Regions from separate parts of the Cricetulus griseus genome. Here region 1 is linked to region 2. The links are chromatin contacts, called in public Hi-C maps. All regions are on one chromosome and are shown on one strand. The core of a region is the stretch at or near the end of the contact, and the rest is flanking DNA. Distances in the headings are between cores, read along the strand shown. Region 1 has its middle 33 kb from the start of Oaf. Region 2 overlaps Oaf (out at first protein homolog).

Region 1 (3,919 bases), core at 1,013-3,512, 49 kb before region 2:
GCGTAGCCCAGTTGGTAGAGTGTCTACCTAGCATGCGTGGAACTCAGGGTTCTATCCCTTGTACCACACAAGCAAGGCAAGGTGCTATGTGCATATAATGCCTCCCAGGACTTGGGAGGTAGAGGTAAGAGGACTGTGATGGGTACAAGGCCTGCCTGCAATACCTAAGACTCTGTCTCAAAAAAAAAATAGAAAAAGAAAATTAAGGCTGGAGATATAGCTCAGTTGTTATAATGCTTGCCACAGTGTCACACACCTGTAACCCTTCCCAGTGCCGAGGAGGCAGAGATAGAAGGATGTCAGAGTCCTGCTGCCCAGAAAATCTAGCCAAATCAGTGAGTTCCAAATTCAGTGAGAGACCCTGCCTCAAAAATTAAGGTGGAACTGGCCAGACAGTTCAGTGGGTAAAGACACTTGCTACCAAGGCTGACAACCTGAGTTCGATCCTGAGACCATATAGTGGAAGGAAAGAACTGACTATAAGTTGTCATCTGGATTTTACTCACACACTCTCTCTCTCTCTCTCTCTCTCTCTCTCTCTCTCTATCTATCTATCTCACACACACACAAACACACGCACACTCTCTCTCTCAATCTCTTTCTCACACACACACACACTCTCTCTCACACACACTCACACACACATTCACACAAATAATAAAAATAAAGAAGCACTCCTTTAATCCCAGCACTTGGGAGTTCAAGGCCAACCTGGCTTACAAAGTAAGTTCTAGAACAGCCAGAACTGTTACACAGAGAAATCCTATCTCTAAAAACCAAAAACCAAACAAACAAACAAAATAATAAAGAAGTAATGTAGAAAGCAACTGAGGAATAGACCAGATGTCAATCTGTTCCCTCTACACACACCTGCACACATAAGTACACACACACATACACATTGTCGAGTGTATGAACACATGCACACACTAAAGAAATAGGTAAACAAATAGATAAGTAAATAAACAAAATAAATCCAAAGGGCTAGGATACAGACAGGACAAGGCCTCTAACACACATTTCACTGACCCATGTGAAGGCTAAGGGCAAAATCAAAGGTCAGATACTGAGGTCATTGAATAGGTCAGCCCAGCTTAGTGGAAAGCCAAAGAGAGCAGGACAAAGGGGCTGAGATGGAAGAGCCCCGCCAAGGGCCAGCAAGAAGCCTGGCATTAATGAGGTGGACAGTCTGCAGCCAGAGGCGCCCTGGACATCAATGCAGCACAGCAGACTGAGTCAGCAACCCAAGCTGGAGGCGTAGGGAGCAAACAGGGCTGGATCCAGCTTCTTCAGAAACAAGTGGGGGCGGTGAGCTGGGCTTGAGGAAAACCAAGTCAGCTACATCAAGCAGGCTCCCGTGAGAAGCTGGCGTGTTAGTGGGCCCAGCACTGTTACCTGATCCTAGGGCATAGAGAACAGGGTGACTTTGATCCTGCAGCGTGGAGCAGCACGGGGGCGGGTGGCTATCTTGGGTCCAGTCACCTCATCATCATCGTCATTAAAATGGACCTTCTCCACCCCCAGCTTATCCTTGTGCAACATCTGGGACTGTCTTTGCCCCTGCTTCTCCAGGGCACCCCACCAGCACACTGACATCAAGAGCTCAGGTACCTTTTGTGCCCTGACTCAGCAGAAGTGAGGCAGCCTCACCAAGCATAGAAAGACAGGGACACGCTCCCTTTGAAGGTCTCTTGTGGTAGCCTAGGTCCTATGCCTGCCTTTGTGACCCATGATCACTGCATGTCATCTGTGTCCTGTTCCCTGGGAGAAGTGAAGGCTCCATCATCCTGAACGCTCTGCCACTCCTTCTCCCAAGCAGTGCTGTGGAAGCCACTTCCTCTAGACTCAAAGTAGACCTTTCCAGGCAACTGAAATCCAGATAAGTTAAAAGAATAACTCGAGATTGCGCAGCAAGGCAGTTTCCAAGCATGCGCTGTACTGATTGCCCCAGGTCGGGTACCCAGAGCCCAGAGGTTATGGTTATTGGTTGATGACAGTAAAGGCAAGAGAAACTTAATGCAGTTCACTGACTGATCCAGCTCAGGGAACCCAAGGCTGGGCCTTGTCATGTTCCGATCCAGGATGGAAGGTATCCACAAATGTGGCAGGGTCTACACCTAGACTCACTCACTCACTCCTCACCGTGTGAACCTCTCTCCAAGCCTGGCCATGGCTCTCAACAGTAACCATGGGACTGCTCCCTGGGAAACCTCAGCCCTGCAGGCTAACTGAAGACAGGCAGGACAAAGTGACTGCCACTCTCCCTCCTGCCCCACAGTCCTTCAGCATGCAGTGCTTAATGCCGAAGTCTGGGGCAGGGAAACCCTGGCAGCCCTGGGCACCAACCTCCAGGCAGAATTCTGAGGAAAGTTAACCCCACCCGCCAGCCTCCTCCCCAGCTTTCTCCAGTTAATTGAGATAATGACCCAACTCCCAGGGCCAGGGCCGCTTCTAGCTTGAAAGGGGCTTTGAGATGCTGGGATAAAAGGAACCAGGCTAGTATAAAGCACAGAGCAAGTTGTCCTGGGAGGGAGGTTGGCCTTTCTTAGCCCCCTGCTGAGTCACTTCCTCCTCTTAGCTGCTTTTCACCTCTGCAATCCACACACACACACCAACTCTCCCTTCAAGGCTGTGATGGAGTCATCCTGGAAATTCTGTAGTGCACAGGCCAACATCAATACACTGAGTTCCCCAACATGCTCGCCTTGATGCAGGCAGGGACAGGATTGCATTCCCAGCTTCATGACATCCTTTTCTGGACAGTGACAGCTCAGAAGTGAGCATCCTTTGTTACTTTTTTTTTTATTATTTTATTTATTTATTATGTATACAGTCTTCTGTCTGCATGCCAGCAGAGGGCACCAGATCTCATTCAGCCACCATGTGGTTGCCGGGAATTGAACTCAGGACCTCTGGAAGAACAGTCAGTGCTCTTAACCGCTGAGCCATCTCTCCAACCCCCCCCCCCCTTTGTTACTTTTTAAGAAGCAGGGGAGAGGAACACAGAGGTGAGGAGACTTTTCAAGGTCACAGAGAACATCTGAAGAGCAGACCCAAGTCTGACTCCCTTCCAGGGCAGCCAGACCTCAGATAACTTGACCATTTAAACACGACACTGTGGGGTGGCAGAAGAGGAGGCATGGTAGTCTTGGCGTTCAAGCAATTTCTTCTAGACCGTTTTCTCTTTTTAATTTTTTTTATTTAACTTTATTTTATGTGCATTGGTGTGAAGGTGTCAGATCCTCTGGAGCTGGAGTTATAAGTTGTGAGCTGCCATACAGATACTGGGAAGTGAACCTGGGCCCTCTGGAAAAGCAGTCAGTGTTCTTAACCACTGAGCCATCTCTCCAGCCCCTTCAGTGCCTCTGAGGATCACTATGTATTTTGGAATGCTGAAGATGGAAATGAGGTCTTCCAGAAGGTGGACAGGGGATAGCTACTAAAGACAGGGCTAAGCAGGCTGGCCTCCACCAACAGACTAGAATCAGTATCCCCAAACCATGTTCCTTGAGGTACCTTGATCTGAGGTATCCCCAGATCTCTCACCTCACCAGGGTTCTTCCCATTTGGCATTCAGACATGAAATAGTGCCTGCTTTGGGACAAAACCTAGGCTGTAGACAAAGAAGCCATGGTCCCTGCCCTCAGCAGAGAAGAACCACTGTTCATTCACACTGGGGCCGACCACAGTGTGGAAGTCAGGACAGGCAGAAAGCAGGTTGTGGGGCTGGAGGAGCCCATGGGGGTGGGGATAGGAGCAGTGTGGGAGACTGGTTGTTCAAAGGATAGAAGGCTGCTTGCTTGTACTTTGGAATTGAGACCCTCTCTGTGTTTTTTAAATTTTGTGTGTGTGTGTGTGTGTGTGTGTGTGTGTGTGTGTGTGTGTGTGTGTGTGTACCAGGACAAACATGTTAAGGTCA
Region 2 (4,433 bases), core at 221-2,720:
GTTGAGGGACATCTAGGTTGCTTCCAGGTTCTGGCTATTACAAACAACGCTGCTATGAACATAGTTGAACAGATGTTCTTGTTGTATGAATGTGCATCCTTTGCACACCCTCTCTTTACATGGGTGCTGGTAACTGAACTCAGGTCCTCACACTTGAGGACCAACACTTTATCACTGAGCCATCTTATCAGCTCCTCAAGCAGAGCTCTTCCAGACTCTGGTCTGGTCGTAAATGTTCAATGCCTTCCACTGCTGATGGCAGGCAGGTGGCATGGCTGCTCACTGAGCCTCTCAGCAGCCCTGAGACCACCCTGTAGTTAGTACATGTGTCATGTCATAGAGAAGACAGCTGTATCCAGATAGCCTTCCCACAAGGGTTAGAGCAGAAAATACCAGTGAGGTGGACTTTGGATCCTGTGCGAAGCTCCTCCCAGGTACTGCCTGACTCAGACTCTCAGAGGGGGAGATCTTGTGTCGATTCCCACCTGACAGGAACTGTTCCTGGAATGGGAGCTGCCACTAGCAGATCAGCCTCCAGTGTCCCCTTGGCCGACCTGAATGGGATGAAAGATCAGATGGCCCAGGCTGGCAGGACAAGGAGATGCCAGCACGGTGACCCAAGAAGGGATTTCCTGTCTAGAGGAAGTGGGAGTGAAGCCAAGCTGACTCAGCTTCCTTCCAAGGTTCTGGGTGAGAAGGAGCCTCATGGAACCTTTCTCCCCAGCTGAGCCTCGATTTCTGTCTTCTAGCAAACTGCCCTCCATATTCCCATCCCTGTTGTTACATTTAAAATAAAGTCATTATATAAAGTCATTTCTAGTAAAGGTACAAGAGGGATCCCATTATAGATCTAAATCATAGAGTTATAGTATGAGTGAAATCCACAAACATTTAGAAGATGATTAGCCAGTGTGGTGGCACACCTGGGAGGCAGAGGCAGATGGAACACTGAGTCTGGTCTACACAGTGAGTTCTGAGACAGCCAGAGCTACATAGAGAAACACTATAGATACAGGCTGGGAGGGGCGGATGGTTCCACCACTAGGCTGGACATATTGGCTGCCCCAGGCTTTTCCAGACTTCACTGTGACAGGGGACAGCTGGTGTACCTGGCAGGTTAGTGTGGAGCTCATGATATGGAGGGAAAGAGTGCTTAGCACCATAAGCAGAGGTTGCTGTCATCGTTGTAACCACCAGCAAATGTCACCGGTGATATGGGACAGGTGCCCATCATCTTTATACTGGGGCCTACTAACTTCCTTCTCCCCAGGAGCAGAGCTAGAAATGTAATAGGTGAGAAGTGCAAGGTGCTTGGGGTTGGGGGGGGGCAGGGTGGGGTGCAGAAGGACATAGTAGAGGGTTCTAGCTGCAACCAGACTGCAAATGGTATCCTGAGGCTCTGTTCCCTCTTCCTGCTCCAGCTGCCCCCATGCATGCAGTGAATCAGAGCAGGAAGGAGCTGTTGGCCCATTGGTCATGCCATGAGTACCCCATGGGGAAAGGGGAAGTGGAGAGGGAAGGGAAAAGGTAAGGCATTCCAGCCTTGGGAGGCAGCAGCAGCTGCAACAGGCTGCTTCCGCCCCACAGTCCCTGATGGAGTGGGGGGAGGGTGGATGACAGGCTGACTGCGGAATACCCAGGGATGTTCTGAGGCCTTCTCCCCAAAGCTACAGAGTAACAGAGAAAACGATCTGGAATGGGTGCTTGTAAAAACTATAGTCCCTCTCTATGGTGCTCTGCCCAGTGGTCTCGGGGGCCCTGACCCACTCTGAATAAGGACACTGGGGTCCCCCCCTGGGGGAAATAATCAGTGTCAAAAACAGGTGCCGTCTTTTTGAGACGAAGGTCTGTCTGGTCAAAGGGTTCTTTTGAAAACCTCTCCAGTGGTTCACTTGGTCAGTTTTCCAGAGAGCTGTGGAAATATTTGGGGTATGATCTTTGAAGTCACGGGTGTAAATGGAAAAGATAAGCAGTTTCCTAGGGTAGGGGAAGGAGGTGTCTTTAGGGAAGGCACTGGGGCAGCGTCCAGGCCTGTCCTCTCCAGGGCTAGCTGGAGCCCCTCCCTCCAGCTGGTCTCTATTCTCCCTCCCTTCCCCTTCAGGATGTGAAGATCTTCCGAGCCCTGATCCTAGGGGAGCTGGAGAAGGGGCAGAGTCAGTTCCAGGGGCTCTGCTTTGTCACCCGGCTGCACCACAATGAGATCATCCCCAGTGAGGCCATGGCCAAGCTCCGGCAGGTGAGCACCTACCCCAGGCTTGCCTGGCCAGGCCCTGACCCAGAGCCCCCACCCCTGCGGTCACCCTGCCCTCCCACCACGTTCTTCCTCCTCACAGTTGCTTGACAGTCCTGATCCCCTGATTTGGCCCCAGGCCAAACTGACTACAGAGCCCCAGATCGCTAATCTGTACTGAGCCCCAACTCTCAGGTGACCTGGAGCTGCTGACCAGGTCCCGCCTCTTTTGGGATGGAGGTAGGAGATACTCTGAACATCTTGCCCCTACAGAAAAACCCCCGCGCAGTGCGGCAGGCTGAAGAAGTGCGGGGTCTGGAACAGCTCCACATGGACATCGCTGTGAACTTCAGCCAGGGGGGCCTGCTGAGTCCTCATCTCCACAATGTCTGCGCTGAGGCCACTGATGCCATCTACACCCGCCAGGAAGATGTCCAGTTCTGGATGGAGCGAGGTCAGCTGGGGGCTACCCTCCGTGGGAAGAGGGGAAAACACTTTGAGTGATTGTTTATGTTCAGGAGAGAGTTACTGAGTCCCTTCAGGGATGGACCACACAGACACACCCAGTGTGGACAACTAGTTGCTGTAGCTGGTAGTGGTTAGATCTGTTCAGCACCAGTAAAGTGTGAGCGTGCAGTCATGAGTGACAGGTATTCTCAGGGGAGGCTGTGATATGTCAGGAAGACTTCTGGAGGAGGTGGTGTCTATGCAGCTAGAATGAGAAGACAGCCTGCCAGGTCCTGTGAAAGGAGACTTCTCAACATTCTTGTCACTATCCATAGTGAGGACACAGATGTTCCTGCTATCATGTCTGCTGGCACCTCTCTGAAGACAGTATCTCACCATCCCTGGTGCCAGCATTGCTCCCAGAACCCTCAGGGCCTCCTCCCAGCTCTGCAGGGCCCCTCTGCCACTCTGCTGGCCCTTCTCCAGGTCCCTTTGCTACAAACTGTCAGGTCCTATGTGTAGAAGGGACAGGGAGATTCATTGCTCCTGGGCCTTCTGCTCAGTCAGCTGCACATAGAGAAGCCTGTCCTTCTCAAGGCAGGGAGGGCTGAACTTTGTGGCCAGGCCTATAACACACCTGTCTCCAACTGACCACCCTCTAAATGAAGGTACTGACCTGACCCTGGCATCCCCAGAGGCTGTTCCTTCTCATGGTCCACTAAACATAGCCCTGGCCAGGCCATGTCACCTGCCCCAGCACTCCTCATACATGCTCTTCTCATATCCAGACCCACTCTGCTTCTGTTGTCCCATCCCTGCCCTGCCCACATCCTTCAGGTAGTTTTACTTAAAGCTCTAATGGCCACATGGCCCAGTGTAGACTGTGAAATCAGACAGGCCTGATTTGGGCCCTGACCCCCCCCCCTTTCATTGTATGACCCCAGCCATATCAGTAAACTTCTCTGAACCAATTTTGATTCCCTGGCACAAATTGAGACTCCGTGGATGAGGACGACTGTGATATAGTGTCACCTTGCTTTAGACCCGGGTCTTACCTCTGTGTCCTCCCCCAGGGCAGCCTTGGGAGGGGTGACAGGAGAGAAGGCTGTCCTGGGCTATAGATAGATGTTCCAACCTTCTTCATGTTTGCCTCTTTCCCCCAGGTGTGGACAGTTCTGTGTTCGAGGCCCTGCCCAAGGAGCAGATGGAATTGCCTCGCTGTGGGCAAGTGAGAGACCGAGGAAAGCCCTGTGCCTGCCGCTACAGTCTGAGCCTGGCCTGGTACCCTTGCATGCTCAAGTATTGCCACAGCCGTGACCGGCCGGCACCCTACAAGTGTGGCATCCGGAGCTGCAGGAAAAACTACAGCTTTGACTTCTATGTACCTCAGAGACAGCTGTGCCTCTGGGATGAGGACCCCTGACTGTGGGGAGCAAAGAACGGCTTGGACCCACAAGTTCTTCACTGGCCACCAGAGGGTGTGGCAACCCTACCTGGGGCTTTAGGTCCCTTCCTGTGCCTCTGATGCTGAAGCCATGACCTCATCTGCATGACAGTAAAAGGATATCACCCAGCAGGGACAACTTTGGGCAGCCCCAATGCCTACCTGTGCCCATCTGGGGGACAGAGGGATATAAGCTGTTCTCCAGATTAATAGCCTCCCCTCTTCACGTCCCCCAAAATGTCCCATATACATGCAATGAAAATGAACTGGCCTAGGCTTCTTTTGTGGAACTTGTTCCAGGGGTGTGTGTTC

The links. A called contact is a pair of places that touch in the nucleus more often than the background predicts.
Region 1: a Hi-C map of the CHL-YN cell line shows a contact between it and region 2, with 6 times the contacts expected there. The contact joins two enhancer-like sites. A contact is called at or near these places in 6 of 8 Hi-C or Micro-C datasets (the CHK-Q cell line, the CHL-YN cell line, the CHO-K1 cell line and 2 more).

The regions. Positions count from the first base shown.
Region 1 is chr4:154,968,499-154,972,417 of CriGri-PICRH-1.0, reverse strand. No RefSeq gene overlaps it. Among named protein-coding and RNA genes, the nearest start is that of Oaf, 33 kb to the right of the region's middle. Within about 2 kb of position 2,262, at least 1 of the 6 cell types and tissues checked has open chromatin away from gene starts, as enhancers often do.
Region 2 is chr4:154,918,183-154,922,615 of CriGri-PICRH-1.0, reverse strand. Oaf (out at first protein homolog) reads left to right here. Exons shown (of 4, transcript XM_027411896.2): 2 at 2,102-2,236; 3 at 2,504-2,684; 4 at 3,841-4,433. The coding sequence ends at 4,100. Among named protein-coding and RNA genes, the nearest start is that of Oaf, 17 kb to the left of the region's middle. Within about 2 kb of position 1,470, at least 1 of the 6 cell types and tissues checked has open chromatin away from gene starts, as enhancers often do.